Linked DNA regions of Ovis aries: region 1 is linked to region 2. Evidence: chromatin contacts called from public Hi-C data. All regions are on one chromosome and are shown on one strand. The core of a region is the stretch at or near the end of the contact, and the rest is flanking DNA. Distances in the headings are between cores, read along the strand shown. Region 1 holds the start of HELB (DNA helicase B). Region 2 overlaps GRIP1 (glutamate receptor interacting protein 1).

The links. Hi-C and Micro-C count contacts between places; a contact is called where the count stands out from the background.
Region 1: a Hi-C map of liver shows a contact between it and region 2, with 4 times the contacts expected there. The contact joins the promoter of HELB here to the enhancer-like site in region 2. A contact is called at or near these places in 3 of 16 Hi-C or Micro-C datasets (hypothalamus, liver and tail adipose tissue).

The regions. Positions count from the first base shown.
Region 1 is chr3:153,709,533-153,714,067 of ARS-UI_Ramb_v3.0, forward strand. HELB (DNA helicase B) reads right to left here and starts at 1,281. Exons shown (of 13, transcript XM_060412843.1): 1 at 328-1,281.
Region 2 is chr3:153,586,302-153,590,328 of ARS-UI_Ramb_v3.0, forward strand. The region is part of intron 18 of GRIP1 (glutamate receptor interacting protein 1); the gene reads left to right. Among named protein-coding and RNA genes, the nearest start is that of HELB, 120 kb to the right of the region's middle. Within about 2 kb of position 1,465, at least 1 of the 54 cell types and tissues checked has an H3K27ac peak or open chromatin away from gene starts, as enhancers often do. A contact at or near this core is called in liver, where this site is marked.

The DNA.
Region 1 (4,535 bases), core at 31-2,530, 120 kb after region 2:
GGGTTAGACATGAGAAGAAGCAGAGAGCAGGCAGCAGCTCCAGATGTTGTGATTATAGACAAAAAGAGGTGCTGTTGGGCAAAAGAAGTGTCCACGGTCTCTTCAGTGGGAGAGAGCAGGTGTAGGTGAATCTTACAAACACTCAGCAAGGCTTGAATAACAGTTACCCTTAAATAGCATCACCATTAGCAACAGCAGCGTCACTGGCATTTATTGAGTCATTTATATGGGCCAGGAACTGTGCTGTTTCTGCATTATTTGAATCCTCACAATAAGCCCTTCAAGAAATATGTTACTCATCGTACAAATGAGGAAGCTGAGACTTACAGAGGTTGACCGATTTGCTCCCAGTCCGTTCAGCTGGTCTGAGGAGTGGCTGATCAATGTTGAGTCCGCTGTGCTACTTCGGTGCAGTGGGCCTGGGGCCTGGCACTGTGGGCTCACCAGAAAATGCAGAGCGGTTACAGTCAGGGGAGCAAGTGAATTCATCAAGGGAGGCTGTGACAGGAGGAAAGAAGGTGGAGGTGGAAGCCCAGAGTGGGGGAAACCTGAAGGAAAGGAGGGTGTCTCTCTATTTTTCCTTCTGAAGTAGGGAGGAGGGGGAAAGAGAAGAAGAAGGGAAAGAAGAGAGGGATGAGTCAAAATGGTAGAAATATAACCAGGAGAGAAGGGGAGAGAGACGGAGAGAGAGAGAGTGAGCCCTTCCAGAAGGAAGTAGAATTTGGCAATGTCGGACGCTGCAGAGGAATCAGAGGACTGGTGAAGACTAACTGTTGATTGCCCTTAGAAGGTAACTGTCTCAGAGAGAGAAATTTTCATGCAATGGAGGGCAAACGGTTTCTTCAAGGAGCTGAGGAACAGACAGGAAGTAAAGGAAGGGAGTGAGCCAGTGCTATCTCCTTTATTAAAGAGCCTGGCTGAGAAAAAGAGGAAGCTAGAGAAGACATGATCAAGAAGGGGTTTCCCTCCTAAACACGGGAAAAATCTACATAATCAAGTTTCTATGTTGAGGAGAGGCAGACATGGGAAATAAGAGCCTGATGGTAAAGACCAGCTAATGCAGGAGAGACAGGAGGTCTAGAGCCCAGAAAGAAAAGGCCAAGAAGATCCATGGAGAGCAGAGGGTACGCGGGCTGTCCGTCAGAAGACGGAGGCAGAGGCAAGCCCACTGTGGGCTTTTTCCTTCTGAAGTAGGAACTGAGGACAGTGGCTCAGGTCAGAGGACAGAAAGGAAAGGGAGCTTGGAGATAAGCCTTCTAACAAGTGCTGCTAGGTCGACCTGAGACTCCGAAACCGGGCGGAGCTACAGCAAAGGAGCGGGAGCGGCGGCGGCGGGCGCGCGCCTGCGCGGTGCTGCCCTGGACCTTCCCCTGCACATCTGGGTACAGGTGCAGAGAAAGCCCATCACAGGGAACTGCTGAGGAGCCGGGCAGTGTGTCACAGACCAGACACTTTGCAGATCAACTATGGCAGAAAAGGATGAAAAGGCTGCCAAGATTTTTTGAGAAGTGAAGTCTGGGGATGAGCGCAGGTATCATAAGAAACTTGACAGAAAAGGGAGAAGTTGAGAGTCAGGAATTCTTAGTGTTGGAGGCCGGTTTGACGGGTGAGAGCCAGAAGGATAGGAAGGTGTGATCCCAGAGGAAGATGCTAGCCATTCCATGTGAACACCCATGTCCCAGGCACCATGCTAAGTGCATCGTGTGTGTTATTTTAATTTAACCTCACAGCAAAACTATGAAGTTAATAGCATTCTCCTTATTTTACAGTTGAGGCCACTGGGGCTCAAATACAGCCGCTAACGTGTTCAATGACATGCAGCTGACTGATCTGCCTCAGAGTTTATGGATTAAATCAGGACTCCGAGGTTGAGACATGAAGCGGTTGGATAACGCGAAGGAGAATGGACTGCAGGAGCAGTCCTAGACCAGAATTAAGTGTGTAGACGGGTTCACACATTAGTAATGGATTACCACACCGTGATGGCTAGCTAGCAGTGGGGATAAGGAAGCTAGCCAAGGAAGTGAACTGTGTGAATAGAAGTCAGAGTATTGAGGAGAAGGGTGAAATAGCCAGACTGTACAAGCCCTAAAAGTGCTGATCGTTTTGTATGCAGCTCAGCAGGGCTATGTAATTTGTAGGGGCCAGTACAAAATGAAAATGTAGGAGCTTTTGTTCAAATACAGTGATGTTCAGTTCAATTCAGTTCAGGTCAGTCGCTCAGTCGTGTTGAGTGCCAAAATATTAAAAACTCTCTCCTTTCTGTAGTCGCTCTCTCTTGACCAGTCATGTTGCTTTTATTTACTGTTTCATGCCTTGCTTCCTTGGCCACAGGGAATATCTGCAGAGTGTGTGCAGACCCTCACAGATGCCCAGTGGCTGCTCTGTCCCATGACTCAGGGCATGGTCCACTAGCTTTGGAATTCCACTTGAGATGCTGCATTCCAGCTGGAGGCAAAAAAAAAAAAATCAGTCTCCCCTTCCCTCAGCCCCCCGTCCATGGGATTCTCCAGGCAAGATACTGGAGGGGGTAGCCATTTCCTTCTCCAGGGGATCTTCCTAACCGTGGTGGACTACAGTCCATGGAGTTACAAAGAGTTGGACACGATTGAGGGACTAACACTTTCACTTTACTTTTTCACTTTCCCTCAGCCCAACACCCCACCCCAGAGCAGAAGGACAACCCCATCCTCGGTGCCTGGGTTTGCATGGGCAAGAGATTCAAACACATACTGTGGCCCCTCCAGTCTAGAGAGAGGTGTGTTTCCACCCTCCTTGAAGATGGCACAAGGCAATGTTCCCCCAGCCCCACCCTGCCTGTGCCTGCATCCTGTCCCTCACCATGGGCAGAGGGCAGCAGGGGGGCACAGGTGGGTTTGTTCTGCTGACATGACCCAGTCACTGCCCTGGGGAGAGGACAGAAAAGGGAAGGTGGGGCCCAGGATGCCGGCAGTCACGGAAGGGGAGACTGGGAGGCAAGAAGCTAACCAGGGGTGTGGAGGCAGTGGGAGGTGAAACCCCATGTGAGCCAAGGTTCCGAGCCCCTGATATAGGCTCCCCTGTTCCATCAGACCTCACTTACAAAATACAAATTAAAAGGTGAAACTGTTAAGTTAGTTTGCTAAGGTTGCTATAACAGAGAACTATAGACTGAATGGCTTGAACAACTGACATATTATCATGTTTCTGGGGGCTAGATGTTTGAGATCAAGATACCGGCAGGTTTAGTTTATCTTGAAGCCCCTCTTCTTGGCTTGGAGATGGCTATTTTCTCCCTGTGTCTTTATGAAGTCTTTGTGCCCGTGTCCTTATCTCTTCTTTTAATGAATCTTATAAGATTCGGAATCTCCTTTTCACGCCAATCATACTGGATTAGGGCCTACCCCAATGACCTCATTAAAGGGTCCTATTTTCAAACACAGGCACATTGTTGAGATACTAAGGATTAGGATTTCAAAATATAAATTGGAAGGAAGTATAATTCACTCGTAACAATTGTTAAGAATTTCAAGATGACCGTTAAGAATTTCAAAATGACCCCAAGCCTGGGACATTTCTGTGCATAGGGGCCCAATCAGATCACACTGCACCCAAAGCTATGAAGACTCCTTGGGCTGAGAGCCGCAGTGAGCAGCTGGAAGGGTGGGACCTCCTCCTCCCAGCCCTGGAGGTGTCTGGTTCATGGAAGAATGAGCACCCTTCCCTGGACCAAACTGTAAAAGAAGCATAGCAGTATTCTTTGTGAGAGCCAGGTTTTGTGAAGATAATGGGAAGGGTGACAATATCTTGAGCAGGCTAAAAATAAAAAGACATTTCTTTGCAAGCAAATGAACATTCCATCAGAAAGAAGTGGGGCTGTCTGGGAGGGAGGTGGGCAGTGAGCAAACAAAGCCTGGAGGGAAGATGAGGATAGGAGGATGAGAGAGAAGAGAATCAGAGGACTGTACATTTTATTACTTTTAATTATGCTGGTTTTAAATCCTCTGAATTCAGAAATTGAATTAAATTTTAATTGAATTATGATGAAATATTAACATTCCTTGATCCAACTGCTGCTGCACTTCACCTACAAACAGAGCATGACTGATGGATCAGTGGGAGGATATTTCATGCTGGTCTATCCTGTGTTCTCCTGTGGTCTCCCTTCCAATCAAGCAATATCTGCGGGGGATGGTCTAGGAAGAAGTACATTCTGCAGCTTTCATAGACAATCTACTATCTCCACATTAGAAACAAAATGTTATCACATCACTGTATTACTGTAACAAATTCAGCTGAGTCCCATGACTATTTGCTTGGGGGTCATTATCCTCACTATCTTTTAATAGTTTTTCCTAAAGAACAACAACAACAAAAGACTTGTCTGCATTTATACAGATAGAAATACAGGCAATTAATAAGTTTAAAGAGCTTCACCAGTGGAATATCACTACAGGAAATTAATAATATGTGAAGTAGAAAGATAAAAGCAGCTTTCTTACACAGAAAGCTACATAATAAAAATACTGATATATTATTGCATATGGTTTTCTTTT
Region 2 (4,027 bases), core at 215-2,714:
CATTAAAAGATGATGGTGATTTGTCAGGAAAAAACACCAGCATGTACAGTCAGAGAGTCCAACTTTCCTTGAATGTAGTTCAGTTCAGTTCAATTCAGTCGCTCAGTCGTGTCTGACTCTTTGCGACCCCATGAGTCGCAGCACGCCAGGCCTCCCTGTCCATCACCAACTCCCAGAGTTCACTCAGACTCACGTCCATCGAGTCAGTGATGCCATCCAGCCATCTCATCCTCTGTCGTCCCCTTCTCCTCCTGCCCCCAATCCCTCCCAGCATCAGAGTCTTTTCCAATGAGCCAACTCTTCGCATGAGGTGGCCAAAGTACTGGAGTTTCAGCTTTAGCATCATTCCTTCCATAGAACACCCAGGACTGATCTCCTTTAGGATGGACTGGTTGAATCTCCTTGCAGTCCAAGGGACTCTCAAGAGTCTTCTCCAACACCGCAGTTCAAAAGCATCAATTCTTTGGCTCTCAGCTTTGTCACAGTCCAACTCTCACATCCATACATGACCACTGGAAAAATCATAGCCTTGACTAGACGGACCTCTGTTGGCAAAGTAATGTCTCTGCTTTTCAATATGCTGTCTAGTTAGGGAACATAAAATGGTACTTGAGTAGCACAGAGCAGGAAACTCAGCAGGATTTTCTCCATTGAGGGAAGAGAAGGGGCATTTTTCTTTTCCATTTGTTTCCTTATCTCTATGAACTCATGTTTCATCTCCTTCAGTGATCTTGCCTTGCCCAGTTTTTCCTGAGCTCTCATGTCTATCATCTCTTGTTTTACAGAGACATGTATTTTTTTAAATTTTGTGATAATATATTTGGTCATATTTATCAGTTGCTCTATAACAGTCTTTTTCTCACGAGTATCCTTCATCTGTTATTTCTTTGTTTTTCTATTCCCTCTCTCCTTTTGTAATATTAACTTAGTATATGTCTTATAGTAAGTAAGTAAGTGAGTGAAGTTGCTCAGTCATGTCCGACTCTTTGCGACCCCATGGACTGTAGCCCACCAGGCTCCTCTGTCCATGGGATTTTCCAGGCAATAGTACTGGAGTGGATTGCCATTTCCTTCTCCAGTGGGTCTTACTGACCCAGGGATCGAACCCAGGTCTCCCGCATTGTAGACAGACGCTTTACCACCTTATAGTAGTTCCCTTTAAATTATTGCTTATCTTTAAATGCAGTGACTTTATGAATTGAAAGTGAAAAGTGAAAGTGAAAATCGTTCACTCGTGTCCGACTCTTTGCAAGCCCATGGAATTCTCCAGACCATAATACTGGAGTGGGTATCCTTTCCCTTCTCCAGGGAATCTTCCCAACCCAGAGATCGAACCCAGGTCTCCTACATGAAGGTCTCCTTCATGAATTGGAAGGATGCAAAATTTACCCCCAGTTCACAGTTCCTGTGATGAGTGCATTCTTTCTCTGCCAGCAGAGGGCAGCACCTTCAGGCCAATCACAATGCAGAATTTCTCTCTGCCACCCTGCCTCACTAAGATTGCCTCCTGCAGTCCGTGGCTCGTCTGGAGGTACTCTCAGCCCACCTTCCTGGCTTTTCCTTGGTGCCAAATGGGCTCTAGGGCACTTTCTGTCCACCAGTCATTGCAACCATTCTAGTGTTCCAAACAAAACATTGTTTTGCCTCATGCCGGGGCCCCTGCTTTGGAGGACTGGACTTTCTCCAACATCTCTGGACAGGGACCTCCCTGGCAGTACAGTGGTTAGGACTCCGTGCTTCCACTGCACGTTCTGCGGGTTCAGTCCCTGGTCTGAGAAGTAAGATCCCACATGCTGTGTGTAGTGTGGCCAAAAAAAAAAAAGTTTTTGGTCAGAGAAACTTGGCTTCTTAACACCACCGCTCATTTGCCTTTCCCTGAACTTAGTTAAGTTTCCCTATGTATTATGGTTCCCTATGTATCTAGGTTTGCTGAAGATAGAGTTTACATTCTGTTATTTGCCATCCATTTTTGTTTTGAGGTGATTTCTAAGAGAAGGTAGAACTATTCTTGCCCTGCCTTTCTAGCATTGGAGAGTGAGCCAGAGTTCACTCCAGTTTCGTCTAAACACTTTGAACATTTCTTGGCACGTGCAGTTGCAAATAGTTACACAAAAGTATGATTGGATTTTCTCATTTTTAACAAAATGGGGGCTGTAGGAAATAAATTTGTCAGGAAATTATCTGGCTGACTCTTCTATGCTAAAATTGGCTTCCAAAAATCAAATTAATGGCAGGAGCTACAATCACAAAATTGTAGAATTGAAGACTGATCCTCAAAACCTTTTTCTGATTTTAAACTTTATGAATAAGAACCAACATTGCTTAGTTCACTTTCCTAAATTAATAGGAATGTGAATTAATAGCTACAAATTGAAGATATTTATCTGCACAGTATTGTGGTATTAAAAACAAAGTTGTATAATATTGGAGTATCCAAACTTTACAAATTTCTCTGAGGTGTAGATGCACTAAAAATAAAAACTCAGTCGTGTCCGACTCTTTGCAACCCGGTGGACTGTAGCCCACCAGGCTCCTCCGTCCATGGGATTCTCCAGGCAAGAATGCTGAAGTGGGCTGTCATTTCCTTCTCCAGGGGATCTTCCCAACCCAGGGATCGAACCCAGGTCTCCCACACTGCAGGCAGACGCTTTAACCTCTGAGCTGCCAGGGAAGCCCCAAAATAAAAACTATTATACCAAAATTCCATCAACATTCAAAAGTACCTACATTTGTGAAGACCTACTTTTCATCATGCAAGTGAATAAAATTAAACTCTTAAAACACTAAAATTAAACACCTAAAATTAAACTCTTAATGAAAAAAATCTAGACTGATTTTTTTTGTCTTTTGGCCACACCTCAAGGCAGGCAAGATCTTGGTTCCCTGACCAGGGATGAAACCAGTGCCCTCTGTAGTGAAAGCATGGAGTCTTATCTGCTAGACCACAGGGGTCCCTGACCTCCAGGATCTAATGCCTAATGATCTGAGGTGGAGCTAATATAATAATAATAAAAATAAAGTGCACAATAAATATAATGTGCTTGAATCATCAGGAAACCATCCCTGCCCCCCTCCCCATCCATGGCAAAACTGTCTACCATGAAACTGGTCCTTGGTGCCAAAAAGATTGGGGACTGCTGCCCAAACTGAATTTTATACCTTGTGTTACTTTGCTTGGGCTGCTATAACAAAGCACCACACACTGGTGGCTTAAGCAACAGCAGTTCATTTTTTAAGTCCTTGCTCAGGTGTTGGCAGGTTTGCTCTCTCCTGGGGCCCCTCTGTGCTTGGTCTGCAGATGGCCACCTTCTCACTGAGCCCTCACACGGCCTTTCCTGTGTGTCCGTGCATTCCTGTGTGTGTCCACGTTTCCTCATAAGGACACTCATCCCGTGGGACCATGCTCCCACCCTCAGGGTCTCATTTAACCTTACTTACCACTGTAAAGGCCCAGTTTCCAAATAAAGTCCCATTAGGGCATCAACTTATGAGCTGGGGGGACACAATTCAGTCCATAACATCCTTCGTATTACGATGCCAAGTATAAGATCAGATACTGAAACCTGGATGTGAAAGAAGCAAGGAAGGAAGGGCAAAAGGGAGAGGGGGGGAAAAAAGAAAAATGAAAACGGTTTCCAGTTCTAAATAAAAAGAATAATTACTTAGGAAATGCATTCTTAATTACTTCTATCTTTCCATTTTTTAAGCGATTTTGCAGTTTAAAACTAGTTTGCAGTATCATCCCTGTTAATTTTATGTGCTTACATCATCACTCAATAAAAACAAGGGCTAATTATACTTCTGGCAATTGATTTTTCTGACACTGGGGCTGCCTCATTCATTTTATTCTTGTCATGGCTTTTAAGTTTGGCGTCCGGTGTAAACGTGTATTCCTCAGAGCCTATTAACATCTTCTCAGCTATGGAAACCAGCCTGCCTTTACCCAAACCTAATTTCCCTGAGATAGTCTCTATTTCAACTTATGCTGTCATCACCTGCCTGCATCAGTTAAGGAGTAGATTCACTT